Linked DNA regions of Sus scrofa: all the other regions are linked to region 1. The links are chromatin contacts, called in public HiChIP or PLAC-seq maps. All regions are on one chromosome and are shown on one strand. Each heading gives the region's core, a stretch centred on a gene start, on an enhancer-like site or on the middle of the called end of the contact. The rest is flanking DNA. Distances are from core to core; before and after follow the strand shown. Region 1 overlaps PGD (6-phosphogluconate dehydrogenase, decarboxylating). Region 2 overlaps UBE4B (ubiquitin conjugation factor E4 B). Region 3 overlaps UBE4B (ubiquitin conjugation factor E4 B).

Region 1 (3,394 bases), core at 610-3,109:
CCCGTCCTGCACACAGGCCTTTGAGGAGTGGAACAAGACCGAGCTGGACTCCTTCCTGATTGAGATCACGGCCAACATCCTCAAGTTCCAGGATGCCGACGGCAAGCACCTGCTGCCCAAGATCAGGGACAGCGCGGGACAGAAGGGCACCGGGAAGTGGACGGCCATCTCGGCCCTGGAGTACGGCGTCCCCGTCACCCTCATTGGTAACACGCTGCTTCACTCTGAACCCTTTCGTCTCCCTGTTTTGACCCTGACGTCCTTCTGGAATATCGCCGTAGACTGGCAGCCAAGTCACGGTTGTCCAGAGAATCTGTTCAGCCCTAGTCGGCTTTCTGAGCCCCTTCTGCTCTTGCAGCTGAATGAACTAGCGTGAGAGGCTGAAGCTGCTTTTGAAGCCCTTCTTGGAAGTCCTCCTGTCGTATGAGCTCTGAGATAAATCCAAAAGTTACTGTCTTAACCAGTTTGACTTTTGGATAGGGTTTTTTGGGGGGGAAGCCACGCCCACGGTACATGGAAGTTCACAGGCCATGGGTTGAACCCGCACCACAGCAGTGACTAGAGCTGCTGCAATAACAATGCCAGTCCTTAACCCATTGCCACAGGGGAACTCTGTGGGATAGGTTTTTGTTTCTTGTCTTTTTATGGCCGCACCTGTGGCATATGGAGGTTCCCAGGCTAGGGGTCGAATTGGAGCTGTAGCCAACTGGCCTCCACCACAGCCACAGCAATGCCAGATCCGAGCACAATCTGCAACCTACACCACAGCTCAAGGCAACACCAGATCCTTAACCCACTGATCAAGGCCAGGGATGGAACCTGCATCCTCATGGATGCTAGTCAGATTCATTTCTGCTGAACCACGACAGGAACTCCATGTGTGGGATAGTTTTAACATTAGTGATTTAATTAAGTCAGTGACGTAAAATAGAATTTAATAGGGAAGGTAACTGTAATGGGCTTTTTCATATGAAAGTTCACAGAATTTTTAAAGCTTTGGTACTCAACATTTATTTTGCAGTATTTTTTCTCAGGTATTTGGGAAGTAAAATATTACCTGTGCATTGCAAGTCCTTTAATATTCTCTTCCTAAGCTCCTTCCCCTTCTTTAGAAGAAAAGTACCCTGAAGTTGCTGTATATCTTTCCATCCATGTTTTTCATCCTGTCTTAATGAGCTAAGCACCAAACTCAAAGAAATGTAGAGATAAGGAAATAATACAAAGCTGAAATAAACAAAGGCCATAAAGGCATTAACAAAACTACACATTGGTTCTTCAAGAATAAAACAGAAGTTCCTATTGTATCTCAGAGGGTTAAGAACCTGACTAGTATCCATGAGGACGTGGGTTCGATCCCTGGCCTTGCTCAGTGAGTCAAGGATCCAGTGTTGCCATGAGTTGTGGTGTAGGTTGCAGACGTGGCTCAGATCTGGCATTGCTGTGGTGCAGGCCATTAGCTACAGCTCTGATTCAACCCCTAGCCTGGGAACCTCCATATGCTGCATGTGTGGCCCAAAAAAAGAAAAAAGAAAAAATAGAGGAGTTCCCTTGTGGGTTAAGGATCTGGCGTTGTGACTGCAGTGACGGGTCACTGCTGTGGTGTGGGTATGGTCCTTGGCCTGGGAACTTCCATATGCTGTGGGCATAGCCAAAACGCAAAACCAGAACCCTTCAATTCTGGCAAGATTGAAAAAGAAGGCAGGCTCATCTTGGTCCCGGCGGAAGTGTCCCCCCGCAGTCTCATGACAAGCTCTCCTGCTGCTCCCTGTCCCTCCCTAGCGGGCTCCTTCCTTGGGTTTCTGCACTGATGAAGCCTCACTGTCTGCAGCGAGCTGCAGGGCTGAGGGCACAGCGAGGAGGGAAGTAGTTGCTTCGTCCAGCTCTGCCGAGAAGGAAGTTGGTGCTTTTTAGCTGCTCCAAGTACTGCCTTGGGTGGAGGGGACAGTAACTCGAGCAGCTTATTCATGACTGACTCAAACGTAAGAGCATCACACCCTCAAAAAGATTCCTGCTCTCTTGATTTAGAGACTTTGTACCCTCCCTCCCAGCTGATGGCAGGCGGCTGCCTCCCTGGCCGGGCGCCTTCCTGTTTGCCAAGCTGATGGGGAAGTAAGTCTCCAGCTAATCTTAGGTAACACTGAGGTTTCGCCACCCTTGCCTCCTGTGCCTTTTGTCCTGGTGAGCTTCCGCCCAAGAGTGCCAAGTCATCGTGTGTGTGCAGCACAGGAGCCCCAGAGCGCGGGACGAGGACAGCAGGATGCCCCTTTGCAAGCCGAGGCCAGAATCCGTTCCTCAAAATAAAGGCCTCCATTACGTCCCAGAGATCTCACCTCATTGGGGGGAAAAGTGGTTATTCTAATTATATAAGTTGTCAATTAGGCAAGTTCTTAGAAGTGATCACTTTTAAGATTCTAAATTTCTTAATAGTAAAATACTGTGTTGAAATGTTTTCTGTTCAAATGAAGTAAAACTGGAACTGTAGTGGTCATCATGGACACACCGAAGCTGTAAACGGTAATAATTAGAAAGTGGGGTTCTTTGAAGGGTGACGTCTGTGTTACTTGTCCGTGTACTAGTTGTTTCAAAGTGATGGCTGTTCGTGTGTCAAAAGAAAATAGTGTTTGGTGAGCATCTAAAATTTTAAGTCTTCCCAGTTGAATTTTTTACTGGTAGACCAACACTAATACTATATATAATTTAAAAAAATTTTTTATGGCTTTTTTAGGGCCACACCCGAGGCATATGGAGGTTCCCAGGCTAGGAGTTGAATCAGAGCTATAGCTGCCACCTTACACCATAGCCACACAGGATCCAAACCTCGTCTGTGACCTACACCACAGCTCACAGCAATGCTGGATCCTTAACCAAGCAGGGCTCTGACCTGCATCTTCACGGATCCTAGTTGGGGTCGTTCACTGCTGAGCCACGATGGGGACTCCAAGTAATTCTAAATAACAGTGGTTTTCCCATTTCCTTTTTTCCCCTTAAAACTGTCCTCTGAATTTCATGGTGATCTTGGTGATTAAATACCTGTGTTCTTGGAGTTCCTGTCGTGGTGCAGTTGGTTAACGAATCCACTAGGAACCATGAGGTTGCGGGTTCGGTCCCTGCCCTTGCTCAGTGGGTTAACAATCAGTGTTGCCGTGAGCTGTGGTGTAGGTTGCAGATGCGGCTCGGATCCCGCGTTGCTGTGGCTCTGGCGCAGGCCGGCGGCTACAGCTCCGATTCGACCCCTAGCCTGGGAGCCTCCATGTGCTGCAGGAGCAGCCCAAGAAATGGCAAAAAGACAAAAAAAAAAAAACCTGTGTTCACATTGGAAGACTGACTTGAGTTTCAGTTTTCAAATTAACTGTTTGGAGCTTTTTATAAAAGCTCTTTCTGATCCAGGTTAACT
Region 2 (3,394 bases), core at 465-2,964, 320 kb before region 1:
AAAATATATATAGTGGTAAAATATATATAACATAAAAATATACCTTCTTTTAGGAGCAGGAGATAGAAGTGACTAGAAAACACCTTGTTTCCTTTTATTTATTTTTATTTATTTATTTATTTATTTTGTCTTTTGTCTTTTTGCTATTTCTTTGGGCCGCTCCTGCGGCATATGGAGGTTCCCAGGCTAGGGGTCAAATCGGAGCTGTAGCTGCCAGCCTACGCCGGAGCCACAGCAACGCGGGATCCAAGCCGCGTCTGCAACCTACACCACAGCTCACAGCAACGCTGGATCGTTAACCCACTGAGCAAGGGCAGGGATTGAACCCGCAACCTCATGGTTCCTAGTCGGATTCGTTAACCACTGCGCCACGACGGGAACTCCCTTGTTTCCTTTTAGAGATAGAGCACGGCCAAGATACCATATATGTATGTATGTACGTACATATGTACATACCTAGGTACTATGTGTAACCTCCCTGTTAAGTGCTGATGGATGTCCCAGGCTGAGTTGCAGTCTCCCTCTTTGTGTAATTTCTACTCTCATTACCTCTTGGGCAGATCTTATTTTGCTGTGTTATTATTGTCGATTTCTTATGTCTTTTCCCCAGTGGATCTGGAAATGCTTGAAGGTAGAGCTTGTGACTCCAGTATTGTCATATCTTTATTGCTTGCTCTAGTGGCTGGTGCAAAGTAGACACTTACTGAACCAACAAAGGATTGAATTTTGAGGGTGAGATTATGTTCATAAGATATCATTTTTTCCTAGTTTATTCATTAATACTCTCTATGTAAATATAGATATATACAACATGGCATATGGAAGTTCCTGGGCCAGGGATTAAACCCAAGCCATAGCAGCAACCTGAGCTGCTACAGCGACGCCAGATCCTTAATCTGCAGCACCACAAGAGAACTCCATACTCTGTCTATAGTTTAAACTAGAAAATGGAAATACTCTTTTTTTTTTTTTAGGGCCGCGCCTGGGGCATGGAGGTTCCCAGGCTAGGGGTCTAATCAGAGCTACAGCTGCCGGCCTACGCCACAGCCACAGCAATGTAGGACCTAAGCCACATTAGCAACTACACCACAGCTCACGGCAACGCCAGATCCTTAACCCACTGAGCAAGACCAGGGATTGAACCTGCAACCTCATGGTTCCTAGTCGGATTCATTTCTGCTGCACCATGATGGGAACTCCGGAAATATTCTTTATTTCAAAATACACATTCATCAAAGAGGAAGTTTACTAATATTCTGATGTTAGACTATAAACATAGTATCTGAAATACCAACAGCCTATATACATGAATTCATTTATTCATAATAATGGACAAGCACTGTGTCATCAGGGGAGTAAGGCTGCCTCCATCCACAGGTCACCGCAACTTCAGAACGGATTTTCTTCTGTAAAGATCAAGGGAGCACGGGTAAGATTGGGTCCTCCAGAGCTAGACTATCTTCTCTTTTGCTTTCCAGCTGTGTGACCTTGAGCAAGTCACTTAACCTCTCTGAGTTCAGTTTTCTCATCTGTAAAATGGGAAAATAAAGGTACCGCCCTCTTTGGATTATTAACCAAAGTTGTGTATCTGAAGCCCGTAGAACCAGCATCTGGCACTTGATAAGCATTTGGTAATTGTTAATCCTATTAGTGTTAATTATTTTTTGTCTCAGAGTCTGCAGCAGCCTTTTGAAGCAATCGTCAGTGACTAACCTAGAAACTTCATTCTCTGAGCGCTGTATTCACTTCCTCTTTGCAAGAGGAGATGGCGGAGTTGTTTTGAGAAGTAAGGAGACATTTTTACCTGTGTTCCGTTGAAATCTTCGAAGGAGAATTTAAGTCACAATTTCCTATAATCTTAAGATTTAGGGGAAAAGTGCTTTTTTTTTTTTTTTTTCAAATTTTTGGTCTCATATATATATATAAGCTGACAGTGGTAGATTGAGTTTATTTTATTTTGGGCCACAGGGTGAGGCTTGACTTGGGATCTCAGTTTCCAGGCCAGGAGTTGAAGCCAGCCACAGCAAAGGGGTCAAATCGCAACTACTAGACCGCCAGGGAACTCCCTAGACTGAGTTTAATATAGTCTTTAAGGATTTAAGTGACAAGACTCTTGGCGCTTTTAAGTGAAAATTAATTTAAAATTGTGACTTTTGGAAAGGAAACTCGGTGGACTTTAGACCCCAGAGCTCTGGTGTTTAGATTCCAACGTATTTTTTTTTTTTTTTTAAGATATATTGTTGGGCTTCGATATGGGCATATTGTGAAACTGTCACAGCATTTTATAAGTTTTAGATATGACCATCTATTAAAAAAGAAAATAAATCCTGCAAAAATAAAAGAGATTTCTCTAGAAGGACACCAGCCCAAAGAGTAAATATTTGCAAGTGTTTCTCTTTATGTTGGAATTTAATATTTTTGAGTAGAAAAGTAAGATGCTTTTATAGAATGACTAGTAAATTTAAAGCAATGCTTTTTGAAGTTCCCGTCCTGGTGCAGCGGAAACAAATCTGACCAGGGACAATGAGGTTGAGGGTTCGATCCCTGGCCTCGCTCAGTGGTTTAAGGATCCAGTGTTGCTGTGAGCTGTGGTGTAGGTCGCAGACTCGGCTCAGATTTGGTGTTGCTGTGGCTGGCAGCTATAGCTCCGATTTGGTCCCTAGCCTGGGAACCTCCATATGCCAAGGGTGTGGCCCTAAGAAACAAAACAAAGCCAATGCTCTTTGGATTTATTTCGCCCCCCACACACATACAAACTGCTAAAAATAGGAGGGACAGTTCGGCCCATCCTGTGTTAGCTTTTGCCTTATGTCACCACAGCAGCCCTTGCTGTTTTGGACAGAAGCTGTTTGGAATCTACTTTTAGTTAATCAGAAACATGAGGGTAGGAAGCACTGCATCAGGATAGAACAATTCCACGGAAACCCCTATTTTAACGTCATTTGTGAAATAAGAACTGAAACAGGAAAGACAAGAAAAACTCTAGGAATGAAATTTCATGATCAGTATGTTTGGGTTTGAGTTGTGGTTTAGGACATAAGCTGAGGAATTGGGAGTTCCCTTTTTATGCTTTTGATGTTTTCTCTCTATGACATCTGAGGAAACAGAGTTCTTTTAAAAAGACTTTTGGGAGTTCCCTTGTGACACAGTGGGTTAAGGATCTGTCATTGTCACTGCTGTGGCACAGGTTTGACCCCTGCCCAGTAATTTCCACATGTCAGGGGTGTGGCCAAAAATTATTTATTTAAAAAATCGTTGGGAGTTCCCGTCGGGGTTCAGTGGTTAACGAATCTGACTAGGAACCATGAGGTCGTGGGTTCAATTCCTGGCCTTGCTCAGTGGGTCAAGGATCCAGCGTTGCTGTGAGCTGTGGTGTAAGTCGCAGACGCAGCTC
Region 3 (3,394 bases), core at 416-2,915, 280 kb before region 1:
TAAGATATAATAATTAACTCAACTCCGGACCTTATTGGGATTTCACTAGGTTTTCTACCAGCATCTTTCTCCGGTTCCAGAATCCCATCCAAGATATCGTCCTGAACTTCCCTGGTCCACATTGGCTTATTTAAGGCCCGTGTGTACGCGGAGAACCATGTGTAACCTCTCGCTCGTTCTGTGTTTCCAACAGTGTTCTCAGATTTTAAGGACCTGATTGGCCAGATTTTAATGGAAGTACTAATGATGTCCACTCAGACGAGAGATGAGAACCCGTTTGCCAGTCTGACAGCCACATCCCAGCCAATCGCAGCGGCAGCTCGGTCACCAGACAGAAATCTCCTGCTCAATGCCGGCTCCAATCCAGGAACGAGCCCCATGTTCTGCAGCGCGGGCTCCTTCGGCGCCAGCTCCTTGTCAAGGTCCGTGTGGCTCGCGCACACCCGAGTGGTGGGAAAATAGCCGTGGAGCATGTGACAGCCAGGAATGTTCATTCCGGGCCCGAGTCCTAGAGACCGTGGCGTGTGTGGTCTTTTCGGGGATGGGTCGACTCTTTGCAGGAGGTGTTGTCTTTTCTAGATTGGTCTCTTTCGCTTTCCTTGGTTAGGCTGTTGGTAAATCAAATTTAGAGATAAATGGCTGTACATAGAATATTATTCCCAGGAAAGAAAGCTCTCTCATATTTTACGTGTAGGTTCTAGATCCGCCCTGCAGTTAGAGCACAGTTATTTAGACAGGTAACTAGAAGATTTGTTTACCTGAATGCTTAGGGATAAGAGGTATAATTATACTATCCTTTAAAAACACAGTATATTCTATTTTAGTTATTTTTCTCAAGTTTTTCTCCGATTTTCTCTTCTTTCCTCCCTCTCTCAACTCATGTAGCCTCTATGAAACTAGTCCAGCCCCCCGCACGAGTTTCTGGAGCTCTGGGCCCATGACGAGTCCGCCTTTGGCCTCCCCTTCCCGGGCAGCCAGCCAGGCAGCCCCAGGTCCTCATGGCGCGGGTGCCGGGGCTCCGGCAGGAAGCCAGTCCCCGTCTCCGCGGTATCGTCCCTACACGGTCACCCACCCCTGGGGGTCTTCTCCCTCTCCTGCCCCGCGCGCCTCGAGCCTCTGCCTTCTGTCCGGCTCCCCAGGCCTCCCCACCCTGGCTAGTAGCCCTCAAGCAGTGCCCGCCGGCTCCTCCGGACCGAGATCCTCCAGTGCGGGGCCGCCTTTGCTGTCCGCCTCCCCCGGTGCTGTGAGCAGACGGCCCGCCTCCTTCAGGAGCTCCCCTAGGTATCTATGCAGCAGGAGAGCCGGGTGTGTGTGTGCACTGCAGGGAAAGGAGGTTAACACGGTTTGGAAGAACTGTCGTGTGACACTGACCTCAGTTCTGTGTGTTTTCTGCTGTGTGTCTAACTTAGTGTGGGAGGCTTGCGCCCCCAGTCCGTGCTCCTGCCAGGCTTTGATAACATCAGGAAGTATGAGTTGTGCTTTGGGGGGGGGGGGCTGTGCCCACAGCATGTGGAAGTTCTGGGCCAGGGATCGAACTCTCACCCCCAGCAGTGACCCCAGCAAGGTCCTTAACCCCTAGGCCACTGGGGAGCTTCTTGGGTTGCTCCATTCTGCACCCCTTCCCTTCATTCCCTCACTCTTCCTGCTTCCTGTGCAAAATAAAAGAAGTAACTTAGTTGTGAAATCTAGGTCACACGTCACTCCTCGTAACACATGCGTCTCAGAGACCGTAGCAGTTTGTGTTTGAGAGTTTGGGGCTCACAGGCCCACGTTTCTGTTTTTGTATTCTTGCCCATCATAGTTGAAATACAGTCAGACCAAGGGCTTGTGGGACCAAATCCCTCACCTCTGGTCACTGGGGCTGGGCCAGTGCTTATGCCTCCACACTTTGTTTTCAGCCCCTTAGAAAGAAGCAGCACGGGAATTCCATTACTCCACCCCCTCCCCCGCCACGTTCCTGTGCGTGTATGTCGTGGAGGTGAATTCGTTTTCTGCATGTCCGTAGGCAAAGCTTTCGCATAAGGTTTAATGAATAGGCCAGCGATTGCAAAGCTTTCCTTCTCTTATTCTGCCTTTGTTCCCTGATGACCTTTTTCCTTTTGTTACGGTAGTATGTACGACACCCCTTTCTCCTTCCTCTTCCTCGCACTTTCTGGGGACAGTAGTGACGAAGATGGAGAAGAAGATGGTGATGGTGCCGATGGTGCTGATGAAGGTGGTGGTGGTGGTGATGAGTTTTCTTGTGTCCCGTTTGGGTCCAGGTATCAGAGGAGTGGAGTCTTACCCTGCATGTGCGTAGGTGCTTAGGAACTAACTTTCATAAGCCCTCATTAGATGTGTGCCTTGCATCCAAACAGGATAGGGTCCAACGAGGTGGCCTGGACCGCTGAGATGTGCCAAACGTGCATGTGTCTAAAACCTCAGGACCTTTTCATGGGGTGAGGTGGTGCACAGGAAAATTTTCGTCGTTGTTTGTTGCCTGGCAAGTTTGGAGGAAAACGTACATCAGATCATTTGTCAAAAACACGAACAACCGTTGAAAGGGCCCTATTAAGTTCGTTCACCGTCAGATCTAAAATGAGAGACCCTTCCTTTATCTGTTGCAGGAGAGTTCTTGCACACTGCCAGATATGGGCAATAGGTAACTCTGGGAGGCATGTTTTCTTATGTTTGGTGGCATGGATGGCTCCTGTTTAGGAATGGCAGAGGGGCTGGGATGTGTGTGTGTGTGTATTCTCAAATGTCTGTCTGTCCATCCCTCTCTGGCTCAGTCTGGACAGTCCATCAAAGAGCACATGGGGTCACTCATACTGTCTGGTGTAACTGTGTTTCTATTTTCACTTTTTTTTCTTTTTAGGGCCGCACCTGTGGCCCATGGAAGTTCCCAGGCTCGGTGTCAAATTGGAGCTGTGGCTGCTGGCCTGCACCACAGCCACAGCAGCATAGGCTCTGAGCCTCGTTGGTGACCACAGCTCGTGGCAACACTGGATCCTTAACCCACTGAGCGAGGCCAGGGATCAAACCTGAATCCTCATGGATACTAGTCGGGTTCATTACCACTGAGCCACAGTGGGAACTCCATCTGCTTTTACTTCTGATATTAAGTTTTGCTAGTCACCTCCTTGGCCTTGGTGAAGCCACACACTTTTTGTCTGGACAGCATGTGAAATAGCAGCAGAGGCCAAGACATAGTTCATGATGTTGCTGAAAGTTCACCCCTGAAAACAGAGTTAAAAAGACAGCTTGGGATTTCTAGGTGACTTTGAGCAAGAAAATATAATAGCACCTTCTTGCTAACCCTCTGACTCATTGTCTTAAAATTTCGCTCTTAAATCAAAGTTTCTTCTGGACCAGTTGGTGTTTGTGCCCAGCGCTATTCAAAAATAACTCCAGG

What was found. HiChIP or PLAC-seq counts read pairs in DNA pulled down with a chosen protein or histone mark.
Region 2: an H3K27ac HiChIP or PLAC-seq map of alveolar macrophages shows a contact between it and region 1. The contact joins two enhancer-like sites. A contact is called at or near these places in 2 of 2 datasets of contacts at active chromatin or transcription factors (alveolar macrophages and skeletal muscle).
Region 3: a contact with region 1 is called in an H3K27ac HiChIP or PLAC-seq map of alveolar macrophages. The contact joins two enhancer-like sites.

The regions. Positions count from the first base shown.
Region 1 is chr6:70,687,417-70,690,810 of Sscrofa11.1, forward strand. It overlaps PGD (6-phosphogluconate dehydrogenase, decarboxylating), which reads left to right. Exons shown (of 14, transcript XM_003127557.4): 8 at 17-206. Among named protein-coding and RNA genes, the nearest start is that of APITD1, 13 kb to the right of the region's middle. Within about 2 kb of position 1,860, at least 9 of the 83 cell types and tissues checked have an H3K27ac peak or open chromatin away from gene starts, as enhancers often do. A contact at or near this core is called in alveolar macrophages, where this site is marked.
Region 2 is chr6:70,370,192-70,373,585 of Sscrofa11.1, forward strand. All of the region lies in intron 1 of UBE4B (ubiquitin conjugation factor E4 B), which reads left to right. Among named protein-coding and RNA genes, the nearest start is that of UBE4B, 26 kb to the left of the region's middle. Within about 2 kb of position 1,715, at least 2 of the 83 cell types and tissues checked have an H3K27ac peak or open chromatin away from gene starts, as enhancers often do. A contact at or near this core is called in alveolar macrophages, where this site is marked.
Region 3 is chr6:70,407,571-70,410,964 of Sscrofa11.1, forward strand. UBE4B (ubiquitin conjugation factor E4 B) reads left to right here. Exons shown (of 27, transcript XM_021095312.1): 6 at 194-422. Among named protein-coding and RNA genes, the nearest start is that of UBE4B, 63 kb to the left of the region's middle. Within about 2 kb of position 1,666, at least 3 of the 83 cell types and tissues checked have an H3K27ac peak or open chromatin away from gene starts, as enhancers often do. A contact at or near this core is called in alveolar macrophages, where this site is marked.